Regions from separate parts of the Macaca mulatta genome. Here region 2 is linked to region 1. A link is a contact called in public Micro-C data. All regions are on one chromosome and are shown on one strand. The core of a region is the stretch at or near the end of the contact, and the rest is flanking DNA. Distances in the headings are between cores, read along the strand shown. Region 1 holds the start of RNF20 (ring finger protein 20). Region 2 has its middle 25 kb from the start of ALDOB.

Region 1 (6,190 bases), core at 2,249-4,748:
TCAAACCAAACACAATTCATCCTCCATGACTCCCAAAAATCTGCACCTCTCATACATTTCTCTAGCTCAGTAAGTAAAAACTCCATTACTTCCAAAATCCTGGGGCGATCCTCCCTCCTATCTTTCATGTGAGTTATCCAATCCATCAGCAGATCTTATCCATGCTACCTCCACAGTGGTCCAAGCCACCGTGATTTCTCATTAAGATTACTACAAAGGCCTCCTATAGCAAAAACTCTGTGCTAAGTCCTATCAGCCTGCCAGATTCAGCACAGCTGTGGTGGACAGCTCCATTGACGCTGCCAGTGTTCCCACTTCAAGTACACTTTGGAGACTCAGTTTTTCTGTCCCACAATCACAGCTGGCTCATAACAGCAATCTCAAAATGCACAGGAGGTACTGCTTTCAATGGCAACCTTCAAGCAATTGGAGCAGGGATCAGTGGATACATGCCTCAGATCCCTACCTCTGGAGAAATGGAGTTATAGGGAAAGAGAGTCAGAAGGAGTGAAGAAAAAACTCTGCTAACTGGCCTCTTGTTTATAACCCTTGCTCTTCTATAGTCTCCAAACACAAGTCAGAGCATATTACTCCCCTACTTAAGACTATCCAATGCCTCCTCGTTGCCTCTGGATAAAGTCCACAGTGGGGTGTGTGCTATGTGCTTCCCATAAGTATGCTGTTATCCCTATGAACAGCACATATCCCACTCTAAACAGTCTATTCCCTTGTCAGTGCTACCCTACAAATTAAAGTCTAGGGGATGTTTTCAATATAAAGCACAGTGTCTGGCAAATAACAAATACTCAACAAATATTTATATATTGAGTGAACAAATGCCTTTGGAATGCATGATGTAAGGCAATGCTAAGACAAAAATCACCTCCTGCCAGCAATATTAAGTACCAGAACCCCAGGAAGCTTCAGGAATGACACTCCATCAACAACTCACTATGTATGTTCCTATTATTCTGACTCCAAAAAAAAAAAAATCAACCTCTCTAAAATAAACCTCAGTCTCAAAATCAAATAAGTAATAGATGTGGTTTTGCAAGCCATACAAACGTAAGGCATTTTAACATCACATCCCCATGTCTGATTTTCAAAAGCAAAATCTTGATGTAGATCAAAACCTGTAAACTTCTGATGTCTAACAGATACATAACATTACTAGGAGATTTTTGGTATATAATACTCATTTTGTCAGCTCCATAAGAGCAAGGATAATATCTATGTTATGCACCATTATATTATCTAGCCCAATACTAGCTATGAATGGCTCACATTTATTGACTATTTACTATATTAAATGCAAAGTCTTAGCCCTTAACAGGGACTCTCATTTTATCTGCATAAAAATCTAACGTAGCAGATACTTTAATTATATTTTACAGACAAGAAAACAGGCAAAGGAAGGATAACACAAGGTCAGCCAGCTAGGAAGTGGTACAGCTCAGAGTCAACCCCAGGCAGTCTGGTCTCAGACTCTCATTCTTCACCACACTCTCAATGATTGCTAAACTGTCTCTTAGAATCTGGTACTGACTTTCTCAGTGAATGCAAAATAAATGTGTATCTTCCTACTGCTAAATACCTATACTTAACGTTGTATCAGGCACCACATTCCCAGATTCTCAAAAGAATGTAAGTACACCTTGAAAACAAACAACAACTGTCAATCTACCTCTCCTCCAGAACTGACTACCACATCATTTTGCCTACTTTCAGCCTGTTTTATCTCCCTCTTCTTTTCAAACAGCTTCCCCACACTCCAGAAAGCTTCCGTGAATTTTTAGTTTCAAGTTGCAACTGACAGAAGAAAAACACACTTTCATAGCACTGTTTCCTCATACCGTTGAAGAGACACCTCCTAGCTTAATTGTTTCCACTGTGGTCCCTGAATCTTCAACAGCTGCCTTCTTCTCAGGAGGCATGGAGGTGCCAGGTTCTCCAGCTGCTCTTTTATTTCCAATTCCTGACATTTTGGCAGCAGATGACAGCGGTTATCCTGACAGAGAAAAAAAAAAAAAAGGCAGAAACTGACATAATATACGTAAGGAAAGCAACAATAGAGTAAAAACTAGAAATTTTTCTGACCAACCCTTTAACCTGGATCCATTAATTCCACAACTATCTCCATATTCCTCTTGGAGGAAAAAAAAATTAAATTGTAGAGTAAAAATCAAGGCGGGTCGGGCGCGGTGGCTCACGCCTGTAATCCCAGCACTTCGGAAGGCCAAGGTGAGCGGATCACGAGGTCAGGAGATCGAGATCATCCTGGCTAACACGGTGAAACCCCCGTCTCTAATAAAAATACCAAAGATTAGCCGAGCGTGGTGGCGGGCGCCTGTAGTCCCAGCTACTCGGGAGGCTGAGGCAGGAGAATGGCGTTAACCCGGGAGTCAGAGCTTGCAATGAGCCGAGATCGCGCCACTGCACTCCAGCCTGGGCGACAGAGCGAGATTCCATCTCAAAAAAAAAAAAAAGTCAAGGCTAAATTTACATGAAAATAAATTTCTAAATAGGATGGTGATAAGAAATGAGACAATGGGCAAAGGGTGAAGAGACCAAAACTAAAGTTCTGGAATCTCCCTTCCTGTAATGCCAAAATCAGAAAAGGGCAGTTTGATTATGCCAGAAGTTAACACTACAGTGTTGGAAGAATCACAGAGCTAAAAGAGATCTGTGAAACGCCTACTCAAGTCATTAATATTAGACAAGTCAGTTATCATCTCTGAGCCTCAGTTTCCTAACCTAGGAATAAATAACCACAGTATACACTTCCTATGCTTATTTTTTTTTTAAAAAAAGGATGATATAATTATAGAAAGAACTTGGCACAATGCCGAACACAAAGTAAGCACTCAGAAACCCCAGCTCTTCTTTTAACCTTTGCAGTGTCTCCCCTATTTCCAAACGCTCTCTCCACTGTTTTGTGCAACCCTACCGAAGTCAGACCTGGGTGTGAATCCCAGTTCTGCCTCTTAGAGGCCGTGTTGCTTTGAAACAGTGAATTCGCCAAGAATTTCAGTTTCCTCAACTGCACAATATTAACGAAAATATTTTTCCTTTGCCCTGCCTACCTCCCAGGGTGCTCAAAGGAGGCGGAATGGATGCTAAAGCACTTTGGCTACTTCAGGAGGCAACCCAGCCATCACCGAGACTAACAAGACTACTCTGCTTTCAATTCAAGCTCCAGAAGAGGACTATCGCTGGCAACAACCTGAGTAGGACCTCGCCTGGAGAGAGAAGTGACAGAAGCAGAACAAGGCTGCAATCCAACTCGCGAAAAGCCAAAGACCTCGGCCTCCGCGTGGATAATTGCAGGCCATGAGACTGACGGCCCCAGAACCGGAGAGGGTGGAGACTCCTGAGGCCCGGCACAGCATGTTGGGCCCCAAGCGGGATCTAACCTAAGTTCTTTGAACTGGCGCTGCGCAGGAATAAAACTCACAGCAGTTACTCACCAAGGCCCGTGCAGCGATTCCAGCGCTCACCCTTGACCCGCGGCGGAGACGGGGCAGAACTTCCGGGAGGCGGGGCCACGGAGAGGAAAAAGGGAAAGAAAAAAGGAAGTCGCTTCAACCCAGCCCACAGGACTATGAGACCCCGCCGGGCGGAAGTGACGTAAGAGGGCTCGAGAAGCTTGAGCAAGCCCCGCCTCTCTAACAACGCTGGGCAAGCGCAGGACCATCTCTTGGCTACTACCTCCAAGAGTATACCCGGGCCTCGCTGATACCCGACGGCGAGCCCTTGACTTTTGTGACTTGTTGACCTTTGCTACTGCGATCTGTTTTTTCTGCTGGGATAAAGTTGCTCATTCTGTTGCTTGTCATTGGGGTTGCTATCACTCGTTCAGACGGCCGATTGGCTGATGGTCCCGTCAATCTCCAGGGAAATTACTAGCCTCAGACAACTCAGAAAATTGTTCGTTGGTGCCCCTTCGTGCTGAAATGAAGAGTTCTGGAGAGAATCTGAGGGATTTGAGGAATTTCAGATCTTGGGGATTTTTCCCCCGCACAGGGAACGGTATTCTGCCCTGTCTACACATTAGAATCGCTTTAGGGAGTTTTGGTCCCTCTAGGGTAGGGCCTGGACAAAAGCTTTTTTAAAAAAGCGTTCCCTTCATTTCCTCCTCCCAAACCCCACATTTCCACCCGCTAGATTCTAATGCGTAAACAGGATTGACAACTACTGCTCTTGTGCTTTTTTGGGAACAAGAAATGGTCCAGGAAAAAGATAAACGCCAATTAGTCTCTGATCTCAGTACTAGTCTATTTTAAGCTAATTAAGCATTGATTTTTTTTTTTAAGTTTATGACAAACTGCTATTTTCCATTCAGTTAAGCTAAATGCGCTTTAATGATAGGACGGTAATTAATCTAACCTATTAATGAAAAGCTGTATGCCTCGCAGAACTGTGATAAACTACCTAATGACGTCAGCTAAGGGTCTAGAAATGGAAGAATGATTGCTATATCTTTTTTTAAAAATAGAATTTAGGCATCTTGGGGAAAAAGAACCTAATCTACACTGGATTTCTGGTAGTGTGAAGACTTTTGTCCCTGTACCTGTTGGGGCTTACCTGTAAATGAAGTAAGATGGTCAACACCAGGAAAACAAGTATTCCTGGTGCCTGGCAGTAGAACACCTTGACTATGTTGGAAAGAATTAACTGGCCCCGAGTGGACTTCACATTTCATTCCGTGAAGCGGGAGCCTGAGAGCATGTGAGTGGGGACCCACCTGCCGAAAAGCATTGTATGAGACAATGACACTCATTCTCTCATCTTCCTTGGTTCCTCTACTCTTAGCAAGCCTTTCATTCATAGAACTACTGAATGGCAAGGAATGGTTTCTCTAGCCCAGAGCTTGTAAACTAGAGGTTCACAGACTGCATTTAGCCAACAGTTATGCTTTGTTTATTTTAGACAGTATTGGCTGTCCTGGGTGGTTAAAAACAAGAACAAAAATGAACTTAGTTGCCAACATTTAAAATATGGCTATTTTACATAAAAATACAAATTATCAGTTTCTCTGGAAAATGTTGACGATCTTGCAACAGAAGGGTTATATTTTTGCATGATCACATTGCTTAGAGCAGAGTAGTGGCTTTTTTTTTTTTTTTTTTTTTTTTCTCGAGACAGAGTCTTACTCGGTTGCCCAGGCTGATAGTGCAGTGGCACGATCTCGGCTCACTGCAAACTCCACCTCACAGGTTCCAGCAATTCCCACGCCTCAGCCTCCCAAGTGGCTGGGACTACAGGCACACGCCACCACACCTGGCTAATTTTTGTGTTTTTAGTAGAGATGGGGTTTCACCATGTTGGCCAGGCTGGTCTCAAACTCCTGACCTCGGGCGATCCACCCACCTCAGCCTCCTAAAGTGCTGGGATTACAGGCGTGAGCCACTGCTACTGGCAATGAGCCATCGCGCTTGGCGTGGCTTCTCTTTTATTAATAGATCGTGTTATTCTTGTTTACCATAATCCCCACTATTCTTTACTGGTTCCTTAGCACTAGTATAGTTTGAGTATCATCACTTGTGTGTTATATTGTGATAAATCAATTGCTGGTACTGTGTCTGGTGGACATTACTGGTGATCTACCCAACATCCATTCACCTTCCCTCACCTTAGCAGAACCAGGATTTTTTTCATGTATCCATGTAGCACTTTGATTCCATAAGTCTTAAGGAAAACTGATTTCACCCCAATCTCCCAGGATTATCTTAAATACTAAGTTCCGTTTCCCAAGCCAAAGTCCTAGTCAGCAATTGACAGTTTAATCAGGGTGAATTTCTTTGAATAGTAGAACTGAAGCAGTTTCTTATCTTCCAGATTTTTTGTGTGAGGCTGAAACTGTTGGAGGCTTCCTGCTACCATTCTTGAGAATGGAGCGACCACACAGGGGTGAGCAGAACAAAGAGAATCTCAGGGAAATGGAGCCACATCAACTGAGTTAGGTCACCCCTAACTTCAACCCACACTTAAGAGTGTTAGAGAAGATTCTATAAAGAAAGCAGACTTTTCTAGTACCTTTCAATTCTTACCATGCAGGTAACCATATTCTCTAGCAACTGGGATATATGTCTTTCTCAAAAGTTCCAATTATGTAACACCTTCACAAGTGTCACAGCTCTCTAGAAAATAAAATCAACTCTGTGTGTGTGTGTGTGTGTGTGTGTGTGTG
Region 2 (6,190 bases), core at 2,683-5,182, 83 kb after region 1:
TGGAGAAACAGACTGAGAATATCCATACCATGGAATACTACTCAGCAATGAAAACTATTGAAACTATTGATATGTGCAGCAATATGGATAAATCTCAAAATAATTATGCCGATTGAAAGAAGCCAGATCAAAAAAAAAAGTGTGTATAATGTAATTCATGTAAAATTGTAGAAAATGCAAACTAATCATTATAGTGACATGAAGCAAATAAGGGTGGCCTGGAGATGGGTATGAGGTGAGGTGAGGTAGGGAGGAAGAATTTACAAAAGTGCATAAAAAAACTTTTAAGGATGATGAATATGTTCAATGTCTTGATAGCAGTGATGGCTGCGTGAGCGTATACACATGTTGAAACTTATCAAATGTTATACTTTACACATATGCACTTTATTATGTCAATTATATCTCATAAAGTTGTTGTTTAACAAAGGACTTTTTTTTTTTTTTTGAGACGGAGGCTGGCTCTGTCACCCAGGCTGGAGTGCAGTGGCGCAATCTCAGCTCACTGCAAGCTCCGCCTCTCTGGTTCACACCATTCTCCTGCCTCAGCCTCCCCACTATCTGGGACTACAGGCACCACCAGCATGCCCAGTTAATTCTTTTTTTTTTTTTTTTTTTTGTATTTTTAGTAGAGACGGCGTTTCACTGTGTTAGCCAGGATGGTCTCCATCTCCTGACCTCGTGATCCGCCCGCCTCGGCCTCCCAAAGTGCTGGGTTACAGACGTGAGCCACCGCACCCAGCAGTAAAAGACTTTTAACAGTGGTTTTTGCACCAGCCAAAGATGAAGGAACTGGCTTGTATCTTTCCATTAAGTTTCAAATTACTCTCTGGAAGCTCCCTTGAAAGTGTAGGTCAGCACAGAGGAGGGGTGAGCATGCTGAGTCACCTATCACCCCACTGTGTTTTATCCACTGGTTTGTTTATAGTTTCTCTAAAGATTTCTTTCCAAAAAGACCAGGTTAAGAAAAAAAAAAAGGAAAGTCTTTAAAATTCACTGGATCTTTAATGCCCGCTAGCTGTAACCTTTTATCAATCTAAGATTCTATAAATGAGGAATTTTGTAAAATACTGTCTTCTTTAACTGAAGATGCCTTCAATTATAAAAGACACACCATATCCCTTTCCTTAACATCTTTTTAGGGGAGAAAAGCAAAATAAATAAGAGTATGCTTATTATGAGATGCACTTCAATTTCAAAAATGTTCAGAAGTATGGTTTTAGGACACACATTCCAGCAAGTAGTCCTAGAGTTTTGGAAAGGGGTGGGTGGGATTGGCCTTCATAAACTTAAATTGCCTGAGTTGTGGTCTCAGCACCTGGGCTAGTCTCAGGCACCGTCTCCTTCCTTTAAAGAAGAAGCAATACACTACAACCCTAAACAATGTGTTCAGCACTAGTTTTTGTTTTGTTGTTGTTGTTGTTTCTGTTCCCAGGCTTCGTAGATGGTGAGGTTATAGCCAAAATCCCGCTTAACTCTTAAAAATTTAAGCTAATTTTCATTCATTTATTTATTCAATCAACAAAAACTTATTGGGCACCTGGCACTATTCTAGAGTCTGGGGACAGAGTAAGAAACAAGACAGATGAGAGTCCCTGACCCCATAGAACTTACATTCTAGCAAGAAAACAAATGTTTAAAAAGTATACAGACAAAACACAATATGTGTTGGGCATGGTGGCTCACGCCTATAATCCCAGCACTTTGGAAGGCAAAGGCAGGTGGATCACCTGAGGTCAGGAGTTCAAGACCAGCCCATCCAACATGGTGAAACCCTGTCTGTACTAAAAATACAAAAATTAGCTGGGCATGGTGGCAACCACCTGTAATCCCAGCTACTTGGGAGACTGAGGCAGGATAATCACTTGAACCCAGGAAGTGGAGGTTGCAGTAATCTGAGACCTTGCCATTGTTCTCCAGTGTAGGCGACAGAGTGAGACTCCACCTCAAACAAAACCAAAACAAAAAACACAACATGATTTCAGATTGTGATAAATGCTATAAGGAAAAGCAAAGCTACTTAAGGATGTAGAAGTTGTGTGGGTTATTTCTGATAAGATGTTATAAAGACTTCTGTGAAATGACATTTAGGCAGGGATATGAATGAGTAAACTATGTAAAAATCGAGTGTAGCATTCCAGGCAGAAAGCACAGCAAGTAGCATAAGTTCCTGAGGTGGACATAGCTTGGCCTGTTTAAGGAGCAATAAGATCAGTATGGCTGGGGTACAAAGAGAAAGAGGGAGTGATCAGAGATGAAGTGGGAGAAGGAAGCTCTTTTAGGTCACAGTTAGGAGCTGGCATTTTATTCTCAGTGTGATGGGAAGTTATTGGAGAGTGACAAGTTTCTGAACCCCCCACTGAGATGCAGAAGAAACATCTTCTGAGCACAATATTGACATCAGTAGTCTTATCTAATCTCCTCTACTGCAAGCCGTTAGATTCCCTCTATTGACCACAAAAGATAAAAGTACAAAGAACACTATACCGTGCTAGAAATCAATGAAAAGGATCAGTCACATGCTACAGACAGGAATTTTTGCAGGATGCAATACAAATGGGATTAGTTTGAAAAAAATGGCCAGTTCTATCTATTACAACACAGTCACAAGAAGGAACAGCTAACCAAGAAGTGGACCCTAGCAGAACTCACCTGTTTACTCAGGGGCTAGGGTCAGAGATGAGGGTGAAGCAAGAGATGATCTCGGGGTATATCTGGACCCCCCCAACAACTCTGGAACAGTTTACTTGATACCGGAAGTCATACCAAGCAGGATTCTTCAGTGTTATTTACTGCCAACTTGCCTTCAACAAGGATAAATATGACTGGCAAATATCCAGGGTGCTACCTTGGCTGGTATCTAACAAGGCAAACCTTGCTATGCAAAGAATAAAGGCATAGACCCAGCTCCATTCTAATAACACAGCAAACAAAAAATGAAGCTCTTTAGTATACAAGTGAATTTCCTAGCCACAAGTACCTCAGGAACTGGTGGTTTCCACACTATCCCCAGTTTGATGCCCAAAGTAGCAAAGAAAAACAACTTAAAAATCAAAATTGTCTATATATCTTTCATTTAGACATCACAAAAACTCTGAGAGATTACATTGTAACTTTCCATGTGAGGCAATCAGAAACTATCCTAAGCTGACTTCTTTAAGAGTGTGCAAATGGGAGCATTTATAGGTGATACAGAGATAAAAAAGAAGAGCATCGATCTATCAGAGAAATATCTTCCCATGAAATACAGTTGCTACAACAAGAGAAATTTTAGAAAATTCCAAATCAAGTGTTTTTGCCAGATTCAAGAGGACTTAGAGCCAGGTGTGTGGCTCATGCTTGTAATCCCAATGCTTTGGGAGGCTGAAGTTGGAGGATCGCTTGAGCCCAGGAGTAAGAGGCTGCAGTGAGCCATGATCACACCACTGCACTGGGTGACAGAGCAAGACCTTGTCTAAAAAAACAAAAAACAAACTTCAAGAGGACCTCAAAACTTCAAATCGAGAGTACATAGTCATGAAACATTAATAAAAAAAAAATCTAGAACCATCTGTTGGTTGTAGTGAGTATGATAAGCCTGTCTGGGTCAAATTTCTTAATCCTATCCTGCCACCTCCTTTCAATACCTTGAAAAATGCCACCGTTGAGAGTATGTGCACAAGTGACAAGTTATGGTCCCGAATCATGATCTCATCTATCCTTGTGAGCTAGGCTGGACTGAATGTCTTGAGCCCAAATGAGTCCTCTTCCTGCCCATGGGGCTTCCTTCACTCTGGTTCTTCCTTAGTCCTCTAAGTGGTGAGAGCAAAGTTTTTAACTGGGAGGGATAACCCAATGTCTTTCCATAGCACCAGCTTCACGGGAGCAAAGGAAGAAGCCATTCAATAGAAAAGACATACCTAAAAAGAGAGAACTCCAAGACCAAGTGGCACTGAAGCATTTATCCTAACCCGGTTCTACATCTGTATCTACACCCTTCTCACTGGAAGTACTGACTTCATTGAGATACCAAAGCAGAAAGCCTTGAGCTCCCCCTAGAGGACGAAGCATGTAGTCAGTATTTCCCGATCCGAGCTCTCTGTAGGCTTCACAAGTCTTGCCTCCCCTTCTCTGGAAGAGGCACGGGCGCCCCTCTTACTGCCTTGGGAACACCTCTTTACAGCACTTACCGCGCTGTGTTATTTGTTACAACTCATCATTCCCTTACACATGTGAACCTCTTGACGGCAATCAGACTGTCATTAGGTTTTCTCGTCTATCTCTTAAAATGGTGTCTGGTGCAAAGCGGGCCCTCAGCAACTGTGTTTGTTAGGGAAATGAAAGCATTCACAAGAAACAAAAAATATTAGCATTCCTGGAATGTTAATATTTTATCTTTCAGTGCTCAGTTATTTCTCCTGCTGTCTTTTCTACTTCTTTACTCCATCACATATTATAACTAGCAACTTACATAGCCCTTGTTCATGCAATATGACACTGAATCCTGCAATTCTATGGGAATAGAATTTCCCTTTTGCCCTTACTAGGAAAGAAAACTGATACTCAAACAGGTGAAGTGAGCTGCTTAAGGTCACATAGCCAGGAAGTATTAGAACAAAGAAACAAAGCCAGGTTTTTCTGACCAGATTTCATGATCGACTAGGTGACTTTACTGTGTTCCTTTGGATTTCTACCAGCTTTAGCCTTAGTTTGTCTGCAGCAGCCACACATGCACACTGCATACACACTATACGCACAGGCACACTGCACATAAATTAGCGAAATGAAGATAACAACTTCTGGCTCTCCCTTCTTCCTGCTTTTATAAAACAATCACTGATTGTAAAGCATTCAAACAATATACTCATTCTCAAGCTTGATTGCACATTGAATCATCTGGGTGATTTTAAAAATTACTAGAACCTGGGTTCACTTCCAGTAGTTCTGACTTAATTAGTCTAGAGTGGGCTAAGCATTCAGATTTTTCATATGTTGTTAATGTACTAAGTTGAGAACCACTGCAATACAGAAAACTGTAAATAATTTTTTTTTTAAATCTGTAATTCCTTGGCCAGGCACAGTGGCTCATGCCTGTAATTCCAGCACTTTGGGAGGCCGAGGCCAGTGGATCACTTGAGGTCAGGAGTTCAAGACCAGCCCAGCCAACATCGTAAAACCCTGTCTCTACTAAAAAATACAAAAATTAGCTGGGCGTGGTAGCGCGCGCCTGTAATCCCAGCTGCTCAGGAGGCTGAGGCAGGAGAATTGCTTGAACCCAGGAGACGGAGGTTGCAGTGAGCCGAGATCATGCCACTGCATTCCAGCCTGGGCAATAGAGCAAGACTCAGTCTCAAAAAAAAAATATATATATATATATAATTCCACCACTCTGAGATGCTGACCACTATAGTTAATATTTTGGTAATTTCTCTTCTCTTTGCATAGAAGCATACATCCAGTGTTACAAAACAGGGATAACATACATGTGGTTTTGTAACTTAGTTTCTTTACCTGCACCCTTCTCCTCACCTGTATGTGTGTGTATGTCTGTATGTCTGTAGTGCGTACTTATATGTACACTTTAATGGCCTTATAGTATTTCACTGTATAAAGGTAATACAATCACTTAAAATCTCCTCCAGATATATAGATAGATGATAGATAGATTTTCTGTTAAAATAATTACTTCAGTAAACACCCTTTGTATATACTATTAAGCCACCAGGCTTGTTATAGCATCATTATTTATCTAATCTGATTTACAAGTTATTACAACATTTTCTCCTCACCAATAAATTAAGAAAAGTGAGAGAGGATGCAAGGAGGAAAAAAAAAAAGATATGAAAGGCAAGTCCAGGAAACAGAAAACCCATCTCTCTTACATATTTTCTGGGCTTATTTTGGACACATATTAGAATTATGCCCTTTGTTTGAAACCAGGGACGACCCATTTCCCAACCCTGATTTCCTTGGAGCCCTTTTTCTGTAGCCCAGGGAGGGGTGAACAAGAAGCAGCACACCATAAAAAAGGATGAGTTTGTGTCCTTTGTAGGGACATGGATGCAGCTGGAAACCATCATTCTCAGCAAACTATCGCAAGAACAGAAAACCAAACACCGCATGTTCTCACTCATAGGTGGGAACTGAACAATGAGATCACTTGGACTCTGGAAGGGGAACATCACACACTGGGGCCTATTATGGGGAGGGG

What was found. A called contact is a pair of places that touch in the nucleus more often than the background predicts.
Region 2: a Micro-C map of CD4 T cells shows a contact between it and region 1, with 9 times the contacts expected there. The contact joins the enhancer-like site here to the promoter of RNF20 in region 1. A contact is called at or near these places in 11 of 14 Hi-C or Micro-C datasets (CD4 T cells, blood, cortical neurons and 6 more).

What each region holds. Positions count from the first base shown.
Region 1 is chr15:56,838,934-56,845,123 of T2T-MMU8v2.0, forward strand. It overlaps RNF20 (ring finger protein 20), which reads right to left and starts at 3,499. Exons shown (of 20, transcript NM_001261573.1): 1 at 3,468-3,499; 2 at 1,854-2,008. The coding sequence starts at 1,982.
Region 2 is chr15:56,921,754-56,927,943 of T2T-MMU8v2.0, forward strand. No RefSeq gene overlaps it. Among named protein-coding and RNA genes, the nearest start is that of ALDOB, 25 kb to the right of the region's middle. Within about 2 kb of position 3,933, at least 6 of the 40 cell types and tissues checked have an H3K27ac peak or open chromatin away from gene starts, as enhancers often do. A contact at or near this core is called in CD4 T cells, where this site is marked.